Regions from separate parts of the Gossypium hirsutum genome. Here region 2 is linked to region 1. Evidence: chromatin contacts called from public Hi-C data. All regions are on one chromosome and are shown on one strand. Each heading gives the region's core, a stretch centred on a gene start, on an enhancer-like site or on the middle of the called end of the contact. The rest is flanking DNA. Distances are from core to core; before and after follow the strand shown. Region 1 has its middle 9.5 kb from the start of LOC107928142. Region 2 holds the start of LOC107928141 (secoisolariciresinol dehydrogenase).

Evidence for each region. Hi-C and Micro-C count contacts between places; a contact is called where the count stands out from the background.
Region 2: a contact with region 1 is called in a Hi-C map of leaf, with 3 times the contacts expected there. The contact joins the promoter of LOC107928141 here to the enhancer-like site in region 1. A contact is called at or near these places in 14 of 34 Hi-C or Micro-C datasets (anther, callus, hypocotyl and 2 more).

Annotation. Positions count from the first base shown.
Region 1 is chrD01:61,986,874-61,993,206 of Gossypium_hirsutum_v2.1, reverse strand. No RefSeq gene overlaps it. Among protein-coding and RNA genes, the nearest start is that of LOC107928142, 9.5 kb to the right of the region's middle. Within about 2 kb of position 3,761, at least 8 of the 9 cell types and tissues checked have an H3K27ac peak or open chromatin away from gene starts, as enhancers often do. A contact at or near this core is called in hypocotyl and leaf, where this site is marked.
Region 2 is chrD01:62,224,729-62,231,061 of Gossypium_hirsutum_v2.1, reverse strand. It overlaps LOC107928141 (secoisolariciresinol dehydrogenase), which reads left to right and starts at 3,166. Exons shown (of 2, transcript XM_016859327.2): 1 at 3,166-3,322; 2 at 3,398-4,699. The coding sequence starts at 3,285. The coding sequence ends at 4,199. LOC107928140 (putative pentatricopeptide repeat-containing protein At5g37570) reads left to right here. Exons shown (of 1, transcript XM_016859326.2): 1 at 1-318. The coding sequence ends at 16.

The sequences.
Region 1 (6,333 bases), core at 2,512-5,011:
ATTTATTCTTGATGATTTGACATGATAGATCCTGGTTTATTAAGTTTTATTTTAGATTTATTTTACAATTCTAACACCCTCTCCTCTCCATTCACCTCAACACTCTCTAACCTTTTCAAGTCTTGGCCCCAACGTGGATGAACTGATCCTCCTCGCACCAGTCCTCTTCTCCCTTGTAGATACCGTGCATCAACAATAGGAATTAAAATATCAATTTATTTTGAGAGATCCTTATGCTATAAGGTTAGAAACAATTAAATCCCTCGAAGTAGTTTAATCCATGTACTATTATAACTTAAGAAAACAAGGGCAATTAATGATGGCTTTACCTATTTTCGCGAATAAATTATTAGGCTAATAGTAATTTGATCCCTTTCAAAACGGAATAAATTAATCTTTATATTATTAAAAAATATCAGATAAGATCGATTAAATATTACATCTAATATTTAGATTTGTAAACACTGATGTGGTGGAAAAAGCAAAAGATAAATACAACGTCTTACTTAAAAAATTAGATATTGCTCTAAAAATTATATTTAGAATTTTTAAAATTTGGAACTAATTACAAATACTTATTGAGTTTTTAAAATATCTTATAATTTTATGAACATTATATATTTTATAATTCAACCAATGGTCTACTAACACATGGCCATATTTTTCATAGCTACATTTATCCTGTTTGTTTTCTCTTTTCACCGCATTATTGTTTATTTACGAAAATTATAGTTGCTTAAATTGATTTTATGTGTTCAATTTCGAATACTATAAATTAAATTGCTTCTTTTATTTCGATAGGTATTAAATGTATCTGATAATTCAGCAAAAAAATATATTGAATAATATAAGTACGTTATTATATGTATATTTAAAATAAATTATATTTTTTTTAAATGAGATATTCACATTATTATATTCATTTAAGAATTCCTCGCTTTCCTTCACTTCTTTTCTTTTAATTATATTTATTCAAATATAAGCTTAACTTTTCTCCAAAACTATCTATTTATTTAAAAAAATAAATAATTTTCAAAAATTAAGATTTATTCTACGAAATAATATAATTATATTTAATATACTAAATAATTTTCTAATAAATTGAATACTAAAATTCAACATATTTTTAATTTGTCAACCAACAACAAAGTCACATTGGAATAGTTGGAAAATATAATGAAAAGGTGGCTTAAAATAGAAAGCAAAAGAACGAAGAAGTTGGATTTGTATTTTATTGACCTTTGGTGACCCTCATAAAAGCCCTTTGTTAATACACCATTATTACTATTAATTGGATGAACCAAAGTTCTTCAGAAATTTAAAATATCCATATTTAGCTAAAGTGTTTGTTTGGTTAATAGTAAAAGGAATTTATTCCTTAGGAGGATTATCCCTTCTGGAACACAAAATTTCATATTATTCCTATTCATGGAAGCAAAAGACAATTAAGCAACCAATTTCTTGTTTTAACTTCAAATTCAAACCTTCTGAACAAACTCATGCATCACACGCGGTAAAAAAGATGCATAGAGTAAAAAAAAACTAATTATTTACTTTTTAATATTTTAAATATAATTTAAGAATACATGTCAAAATCTTAACCCCATAAATATGGAAAAAAACAAGTATGTTTGTAGAAAACATTGAACACCTTTGTTTTGGTTTTATGATCATTTGGGACCATTTGTTGATTAACAAACTCAACCCTCCACTGTCACCAACAAAATCTATAATGGTTCCCTTTATTTATTTATTTAATTTCCTTCAAACAAGTTTTTTTTTTTTAACTTTAATATTTGCAAGGTATTTGTAAGTTTTAAATTTTAGCTACTATATTTTAAATTTTTATTTTGAGATATTGTATTTTTGTAATTTTTTTTATTTAAACATTTTTATATTTTTGTCTCATATTACAATTATAAAAAATCAAATAAATTTTTAACCCTCAATGTTTACTATTATTGTTAATTTGTTTTTTTTTTACTTTTTAAAGGTGCATAAAAAAAATTTAAAAATTTTTATATTTTCAATAACAAAGTCCTTTAAAAGTATAATATTTTTAAAAATTCATTTAATAATTCAAAATTTTATAAAAATATAACTAATTTCAAAAAGTACAAAAAAAAGAAGTTGTTTACTTCTTTTATAGTAATAAGGTAAATTTGAGCTATTTGTTTAGTCATAATTAAATCGAATTTCAATATAATTTTCTAATTAAATTATTTTAAAAAATTTGTTCAATTTCGATTTTGAAAGGTACTGAATGAATAGCTCAGACTTTGGAGAGATCGTATTTCTAGAGTTGTCTATGACCAGGCTGACTTGGTCAAAGAGTTATTGTCCACGAGCTAGCCCAACTCTAATTTAAATAAAGTTTTTTCAATTTTTAAAATATAATTATAAAAATATATTGAATATTTGAGCTTCTTAAAAGCAATACTAAACATATTTTATGTTAATTTATATGAATGTCTTCTCTGGAAGTTGTAAGTGCCTCTGAATCTCGTTCGGCCGATGATCGAGAAACGATAAAATTTAGGTTTAAAAAATATAGTGGGGTTGAGGATGTTGAAATGCTAGAGGATTTGGACTCACCATCAAAGGGCTCGGATTCGCCAACAAAGGTCTCTTGGAAGTAGATGTTTATCGGAAAAGGGGAACAGAATCAAGATGAAAATCTTAAATCTCTTGGTAAGAATTGTGATGGAGATCTTGAATTTCTGGAAGGTGACATTAAAAAGTCTATGGTTAACGATATCCCGACTATTGAATTTTCGGAACGTATTCAACAAATCATATTCAAGGATATGGAGACTACGATAGTGCTGAAATTACTGGGTCAGAATATTGATTTCGCAACCTTATTCAATAGAATCAGTAGTCTATGGCGTCCAACGAAACCGTTCCATCTAATGGATATAGAGAATGACTATTTTTTGGCTAAACTTCAATGCATAGAGGATTATAACAAAGCTCTTTCGCAAGGGCCTTGGATTATATATGGACAATATCTCATTGTTTAGCCATGGACAAAGTACTTCAGTCCCATGAAATCTTACCCAAGTATGGTTTTGGCGTGGATTAGGTTATTGGGTCTACTGTGATTCATGTATATAAGGAGAATTTCGGAAGAAGTTGGAGGCTTGGTGGGCAAGGTGGTCAAGTTTGACCTTAATACTGATAGCAAAACAAGAGGTTGTTTTGCTAAAATGGTTGTGTTCGTTGATCTCGATAAACCTCTTCTTTCTAGTTATGGTGAACAAAGAGATACAAAGGGTCGAGTATGAAGCCTTACCGACTATTTATTTTTCTTGTAAGAAATATGGTCATTTTAAGGATTAATGTACTTTATCGGTAGTAGAAAAAAGCACTGTGACTGAGGAAGTCAATAGAAAAACGGATGTGGTGGATTCGATGATTAGGGACAAGGGACAGACGTTCAAACTATGGATGGTGGTGAAATAGAAATCTCGGAAGGGCTAGAGGGATTTGCGAAACCAAAGGGGAGAAAATCAAGAAAATACTAGATTGGGGTCGAGATTTTTGGTCTTGAATAGGAAGGAAAATCTGGTCTTAAGGGAAGATAGGATTTCGAGGGGTTTTGCTAAGGAAACTAATAATAATGAGGGAATAGTGTCACGTTTATTGGACGAAAAAAGGTAGGTGAGACGATTTTGCCGGTGGACTATACCAAAGAATGGACTATTCCTTTTGTTAATAAAAATAGGGCTGGTGAGGCATCTGGGCTTATAAATGGATCTGTGGGTCATGTTTTAATGGAGGAAAGCTCGAATTTTAATGTTATTAATACAAGCCATAAGGATTCTTTAGTGGATCCAAAAATTCAAACTAAGAAAATTAAGACAACTAGGTTGAATTTAAAAGATGGTGACGATTTGGGCTTGCGGTCTATGGGGCAAGTTGCTAAGGAATTAGTTTTTGAGAAGTTTAAAAAGGGTGGTCCAAGAAAAGAGTCATCTAACCCACTTTCGATTGGGTCTAGTTCAAATAAAGGTCATTTTAACAAGTGTGATAAAATTCTTTTAGAGACGCGTGAGCAGTCTGCTGAAACTAATTTGAATGAGACCATTTTGGGGCTTAACAATCGAAGAGATCCGTCTTGATTTATTTCGATGAAGTATGCTAATCCATTAAATAATTCTGAATTGACTACTTTACACTTTAATCCCACTTTTGAAAAGTCAGAAGAGATTATGGTTCAATTAGATGGTAAGGTTCTAGATATAGGAAAACACACTGCAATCATTTTAAAAATAGAAATATAACCAATAAAAAAATCTGGGAAATGAGACGAAAGCAAGGTTTAATTACAAAAGTCGCGGATTGTTTTGAATTTGATGGAAGAAATTATAGCGGAAAAAAATTGAAGAAGACTATCCGTAGTCATGGAAATAGTTTTAAATCTGTTGGGAATGCTCGAGTTCAGCTGTCAGATTCTATGAATTCTTTGGTTGGCTTATTTAATGATCACATTGGAAAGGAAAATATTAAAGGTTCAGAAGTCTCAGAAGAAGTGCAGAAAATTGAGCATTTGGGCTCAAATTAGTAAGTTCGTCTTTTTTTAATTTTTATATATATTTATGAATTTGACGGTTTTTTCATGGAAATGTCAAGGGTGTGTCAGTGCAAAATTTCTTTGCAGTTTTCGTGAATATAGCAGAGAACACAAACCTGACATTGTTAGTTTGTTGGAAACAGTAGTAAGTGGTCTTAAAGCTAACAAGATTATTTCTAGCTTGGGTTTTCAGTTTTCTCATAGGGTGCAGGCTATTGGATTTTCTGGAGACATCTAAATAGGTTGGAAAGAACCACTTTCCATTAAGGTTCTATGTAATAATCCTCAATTTATTTGTGTTCGAGTTCTTAGTAGTGGTATTGTTATACCTATTCATATTGCCTTTGTGTATGGGAGTCTCGATAGATAGAAAAGAAGGAAAGTTTAGGAGGACCTTCTAGCTGTTATCCCGACAGATAATACTCATTGGATCACTATTGGTGATTTTAATACTTTACTTTATTCTAGTGAGAAAAAAGAAAGACGCTGATTTGGGAAAGGTTGCCCTATTTTTAATGATTTTCTTGAAGTGTCTAATTTACAAGATTTAAGTTTCAGGGTGCCCCTATTCACTTGGTATCAGGGTGGGTTATCTAAGAGACTTGATAGAGCTATTGGGAATGACAAGTGGGTGAGAATTTCCCGCATTGATCAGTCACTCATCTCCCAATAATCAAGTCAAATCACAGACCTCTACTTTTATCTCTCAGTCCAAGAGTTACATTGCCCAAAGGTCGTCCTTTCAAATTTCTTGCTGGATGGGTTGAACACTCTAATTTTTCGGAGTTTGTTAAAGAGAAGTGGTGCATGAAAGGTAACATCGTTGACTCCCTAAATAATTTTTTTGAGAATATTGAAATTTGAAATAAATCTATCTATGGTATTATGGGTCCGTAAGAGGTATTTGATGCAAAGGTTATCTAATATCCAAAAGGCCCTAGGTAGATCTGATTCTATAAACTTAAGTCTGGTGGAATCTAGAATTACGGGAGGAGCTAGAGTGTGCCTTTCACCATGAAGAGCTACTTTGGAAACAGAAAGGTAGATACGATTGGTTGCAGTTTGGAGATTAAAACACTAAACTTTTCCACTCCTGCACAATTCAGAGAAGAAATAGTAATAAAATTTTTGTTTTGAAGAATGATGAAGGGGAATGGATTTTTTAGGATGGGTGGCTCCAATCTGAAGCGATTAGGTTTTTCCAAAATTTATATGGTGAAGTTTTGTCTTGTACTAGAAGTTTATCGACTAGCTCTTTCCAAAAGCTTAGCTGTGATGATGAGGTTTTATTAAGGAGAGTTGTTTTTGATGAAGAGATTAAGGCGGCTTTGTTCAACATGGCTCCTTTAAAAGCACATGTAAGCAATAGTTTTCATGCTCTTTTCTTTCAAAGTCAATGGGAGTTGATTGGTGGAGCTATTTTTGATTGGGTCATGAAAATTTTTGATGGAGAAACAATTGATAGAGAGCTTAATAATTCATTACTTGTTCTTATCCCTAAGATTCAAACTCTTAAAGACTTTATGCAGTTCCATCCAATAATTTTGTGTTCTGTCCTCTATAAACTGGTCATGAAGATTATTGCTAACAGGTTTAAGGTGGTTTTTCCAAGAATCATAGGTCAAGAGTAGGTTGGTTTCATTGCTAGAATGAACATAACAGACAACATTATTGTGGCCCAAAAAGTTATCCATTCAATGAGAAGCAAGCATAAAAAGTGGATGGCTATTAATATTAACTTGGAAAAAGCCTATGAC
Region 2 (6,333 bases), core at 1,917-4,416, 240 kb before region 1:
TTGCAGTTGGATTTAATTCATTAAGTGAATTTGTTGTTGGCTATGCCCCCTCTGTTCCTAAACTACAAATTGTCATGCAAATTGACACACCCTAAGGGCAATTTTGGTTCCCAAAGGTTTAATTGTTGGATTGAGTTTGAAGAACTTGACCAATATTCCCATGGTTCAAAGGAATTGAACGAGGGTGAAGCATTTAGCATTGTTACACCTCTCAAGCCTTCTTAGGACTGGAAAATGACTGCAAATTATAGAAAATTTCACTTGAGACTAAGGGTCAATTTTGTATGTTCCATCTAGTTTCAAGTATTAATTCATTTCTCTCTTGAGTGATGCTGACAACAAATACTAGATGTGGTTTTGCAAAGTAGAACTACAGAATCAATAAAGGTTCTAGGTATATAGATTTTGAATAGGAAAACTTATTCTAAGTCGTTAACTTGTAACTTCCATAGGCCTATACTTTCTCTCTTTGGTAGAACTCGTACACCTACAGCAAATCATTACTCACAGATCTTTGCGACTTAAACTCGCAACTAGACCTGTGATATATGAGATGAACACCTATGGGCAATAGGCTAAATGTTGGGATTCCTCTTTAATTATTTTTTCAGTTGCGTTAAATCATTTTTTTGAGTCTTGAGCTTGGTAATTTTTTTATATTGGGGCTTGAATTTGATAATTACTTCTAAATTGGAGTCTGATTTTTTTTTATCCAAGTTAACCTTTGAAATTGACAATTATTTTTTTATTGGGGTTTGAATTTTTTTTGTCCACGTTAATTTTTGAAAGCCTTAGAGTTTAGGCCTAAATGTGAAAATTATTATGAAGTTCGGGGTCCTAACTTAAAAAAAAAGCTCAGGCCCTAGAGAAAGATATCAAGTTCAGAACCCTTTCCACTTTCATAGGGTTTTAGGGGTGTAAAGTGGTGGGTTTATGAAATCATGAATGAAATCATGCTGTGGAATGCTCTGATTTTGGGTCATTAGTGACTCATGGGTTTTCTGGAGGAGGGGGTTTTCGCTTTTCATACGAGGCCCCTTTGGCAGGCTTCTCTTTTTTTTTTTTGTGTGGTTAAAGCAGCAGGCCTCTCCTTTGAATCACACACAAACACATATATATATATACATTTGAATATCTTTTTCCTTTGTACTTTTCAACGTCAGTATTCTCTTTGTTGCTGCCACATTTTTTTTCTTTGACCCTATGTGCATCATGCATGATGTTTGTTGTTGAACACTTGAAATATTGAAAAGTTGAAAGTTTGATATTTTTTATTAGTCAAAATCGTTGCAATATAAGTATATATTTTAATTTATTAAATAATATATTTTTGCTTCATTCAAAGTAACCTTTCTCAAAATAATAAGTATGATTAAAACATGTCAATTATTTTAGGAATTTAAGTATTATATAATAAAAGACAAAATCATTATTACAATATTTATATAATACTGAAAGAATATATATTTCACGAATGTTCGTTTCACACGGTCAAGATGGTTTTATTTTAATAATATTCCATTGATAATACTATCAACTCAAGATGAGTGAAATGTTGCTTGTGACGAATTTTGTGATTGGTGTCACTCTTGTTGGTTCGAATGCCGGCATCGGTCGCGCTACAAAGAAAGTAAGATGGCAACCTAACTTGCTACCAGATATTGATGATCCAACGGTGGATGAGAATGGGAAGAAGTTACTGGAGGCTATTATGGCCAAGGTGTCCTACAAAAACACCCGGGTAGGATTTTCTACCACCTCTGATTCATCTCAGAAGGTGGAGGATTTTGAGCTCCAAAAGGGTGATGTGACGACGAAGATGGTTGATCGATTACATTCTTTAAAAAGGTTCATAAATATATTGAAAGGAAAATGACAAGGACAATCATTGTCAATCTTTTAGGACGAAAGATTGCTTTCAATGCTTTGTTGAACGAGGTCACAATGTTATGGAATTCCGAACATCTTTTTCAACTTATGGATTTGGAAAACGATTATTATCTTGCTAGTTTTAATGATGAAGAGGATCATAATAATGTTTTGACCAATGGCCCATGGGTGATTTTTGGACAGTACTTGATTGTTCGTCCATGGTCACCTACATTCTCGACTTCCCAGAATGAGGTTGACACTCAAGTTGTTTGGGTAAGGCTACCTGGACTACCAGAAGGCTATTATTCAAACTATATCTTGAGAGCTATTGGTCAAGCAATTGGACCAGTGTTAAAGATTGATGAAAATACATATAGTGCTAAAAGGGGACGATTTGCTCGAATGACTATTTGTGTTGATCTTAGGAAACCTCCGTTATCAAAAGTTAGAATTGATGGGCGAGTGTAATGAATTGAGTATAAATCTCTACCCCAATGTTTGCTTTCGATGTGGTCTTTATGGGCATAGCTTTGATTCGTTTCCAAAGAATCGACCCTCACCGCCAATGAACGATATTGCTCATAGTTCATTGATTTTGGAGATTCACGATCTCCAGCGGAGGGTGGAAGATCAGAACTATGGGCTTTGGATGCTAGTTAAACGCTGACAATGACGGAAAGGGCGAAGAATGGGGGAAAAGGTGAACAATATTCAACACGATAATGGTGGAGGATCTCGTTTTAATGTTCTCAACGAGAATTAATGAGGGATTGAAATGGAAGAAGTTGCTTATAATAAGGAGAAACCTACAAAGCAAAGAGGGATTGAAAATGATAAGCATTCCAAAATTGTTAACTTCCCAAAAAAGAAAGGAAATGAATATTTGTCTCTAGTGGGCTTAAAACGAGCCTTAGGGTTTTAAAGCCTATAAATTTCTCTAATGGGTCTTTCTTTGAATGTGGACCAAAATATTTTGATAATGGATAAAGAATGGGCGAAAAGAAAAGAGAGTGTCTGATGGAGATAACCTTTTTAGCATTCAACATGTTCAGGTCAAAGGCTCGTTGGATAAACAATCAATGATTATCACGGCAAAGAAAAACAAAACACTGATTAAACTGTTACCTAAACCTTCGGCACAATCATCGTGTCAAAACAACAACACGCAATGCAATTGACCCACTTTTACATAATATAGATTATTCAAACATCTCCGACAAAAGAATAAGATTATTCAAAGGCTGCGTAGCCTTGTTGACAATATCACATGCGAGGAAGTGGATAAGCGTTGAATAAATCAACTTTTATAGTAATCCAACTTGCCTTTGTTTATTATATCTATCTTCAATAAAAACCAGAGTGGAATTTAAGCTTCATTAGCAAGCACTTAATAAACTCTTCATTTAGCAAAAATGAGTACCAGTTCTTCGGCTGTTTCAACCCAAAAAAGGTAACCAAAAAAACCCAGATTTGTTCATATGTATATATACATTTTTCATCAATTAACCCTTTATTTCCATTACAGGCTTGAAGGGAAGGTTGCATTGATAACTGGAGGTGCCGGTGGCATAGGTGAGGCTACAGCAAGGTTATTTGTTCAACATGGTGCTAAGGTTGTCATTGCAGACATTCAAGATGATTTAGGACAAGCTATTTCTCAAGAACTTGGAGAAGAAAACATCTCATATGTTCATTGCGATGTTACATTAGACTCTGATGTCGGAAACGCCGTTGATTTCGCCGTTTCGAAGCATGGGAAGCTTGATATAATGTTCAACAACGCCGGTATATCCAGTCCCGATAAGAACATAGTTACTTCAAACGATGAGAGATTCAAAAGGGTTCTTGATATCAATATCTTTGGAGGGTATTTGGGTTCTAAACATGCTGCTAGGGTGATGATACCGGCGAAGAAAGGGTGCATTCTGTTTACAACAAGCGTATGGTCAGTGATCGGTAGTGCCGGTGTTGGGCATGCGTATGTGACATCGAAGCACGCGTTGGTGGGGTTGGCTAAGAATCTAGGGGTGGAGTTGGGGCAATATGGGATAAGAGTAAACTGTATTTCGCCGCACGGTGTGGCGACTCCGATGGTAACGAGACCGTTCGGTAACATGGAGAAGGAGAAAGTGGAGGAACTGATAGCCATGGGGTCGAACTTGAAAGGGGTGGTGCTGGAACCAGAAGATGTGGCTCAAGCGGCTTTGTATTTGGCAAGTGATGATGCTAAGTACGTAAGTGGACTCAATATGATCATCGATGGAGGCTATAGTACCACCAATCCTTCCCTGTCCAATGTTATCAGGAGCCTGTCATCCGAAGGTTGATTGATTCTTTGTTTTCCTTTTTTGAATCATTAAATTGGCATTTTTCTTTTTAATTATTTCATGTTTTCATATGATTTCTTAACTTATTGTAATTCACTTGTGGTAGATTAATGTAAACATCATAATTATCTTCCTTATATCCTTAATGTACAAGCCCATTTTTGCCCGGCCCAGAACCAAAAATGAGCCCAACTACCCGAAGCCCAAATTAAAATGGCCCAGGACCCAATCACCAGCCAAGCTAGGGTTTCAGAAAACTGAAACCCTAGCTTACCTGCCCTCAGCGCCGCTGCCACCACCCACTGCCACCAACTCCATTGACACCTGCAAAAATGACAGAAAAGAAAGCATGAACACGCAACAGATAGTGCAAAACAGCAAAATACAACCCAAAATGCATTGTAAAATGGCTATAAAAGCCAAACACTATCTCTGTAAATTTTTTGGAGACCGAATCAATAACAAAAAGATCAAAAAGCAAAAGAAAAAGGTTGATCTCAGTCTATTTTCTTCTATGTTCTTGCGTTTTTCTTATTTATTTTCTTCTATTTTTTTATTTTTTATTTTTTTTGTTTATTTTCTACAACTTTTTTAAACGAAAAAAAGGAAAGGAGGGATACCTGTTTGTTTTGAAGGCCGGCGTCGGAGCCCGTCTTCGTCGTCGCCGGAGTCGAATGAGGGGAGGGGCTTCTTTTTTTTCTCTCAGTCCCATGGTTGAGAAGGTCAAGCCTTCAGGACGCCATGAAGGGAGCGCCGAGAGGCTCGTTACATGCGACTCCGGCCACCCGTCGTGGAGGTGGCGCGGCGGAGGCCGAAAATGAAGCTGGAAATCGTGAGGGAGAGAGAGAGCCAGGGGGAGATTCAAACTTTTTTTTAAAAGAAAACAGCACAAAAATGAAATTAAAAAAAAACTTTGATTTTAATAACAATTTTGAAACGGCGCCGTTTAGCCCAATGACCCGCGCGCGACCCGACCCGTTCCAGGGGAGCCGCGCGTCTTCACGAAATGGGTTATTTTTGCGCGGGGTCCCCCCGCTTTTACAATGCGTTACAATTAGCCCCCTGTTCTTTTTTTCCTTTTATTTTAAATTTGCCATACAATTTTATGGTTGTTTCATTTTAGTCCCACGTGGAATAATGCGCATATGATTAGGGATAATTGCCCAATGGTCCCCCTTCCTCTGCGAGCATCACAAATTGATCTGTGGCATTATTTTATTTTTGATTTCTCCCTTGGGATGTTGTTTTGTTTTTGATTTAGTCCTGTTTTTATTTTTTACTTTTATTAAATTATTTAGTATTATTATTATTATTGCATTTCATTTATCCAATTATACCATTTTCTAGATTTTATTATATACATATACATACATTTTTAACATGCATACACACATAATTTTTCAAATTTATATATGCCCACCTATATATATTATTTATACTTTATACTTTATATATGTGTACACATTTTCATTATTTTTATAAATACATACATATATTTATATACTTTTCATATATTTTCATAAAATTTACGTGAATACCCACATATTTTAAACATATACATACTTATTTTTTAAGCCTTATGATTTATATATATATAGATATATATTCATTTTTATATACACACATATATTCACTCACTTTATAATTTATAATTTAAATATATTTATATACATACATAAATGTTTTATCTCCTACTATTTCTATTATTATTTCTTGTACAATTCGGTATTTATTTAGTCATGTGTTTGTTATTATTTTTAAGAAATGCTTTAATTTTATTTATTCATTATTTCATATACTTGTTTTTTTATATCTATTTTATCTCTCTTTGATGATTGCTTATATTAGTTGAGCTTGTATTATTATCATTATTTTGTTATACATGTTAATATTGCATTTATTTCTACCATTTTATATTAAGTTAATTTTATTTAATATGGTTTTAAAATAAACAAAATTTTGTATTCTGAAATTCGAGAAGATCGTGCCCTAATTTATTGGGTTTCGATTTTCATAATAAATTTAAATACATGAATTTTTTCAAACTTAAGTTTTAAATGATCTCGAAAATAAAAAAGATCTTGTTCTAACTTACTGGTCGTGATTCCTTTTTAAATCCGAGATAGTTAAATAT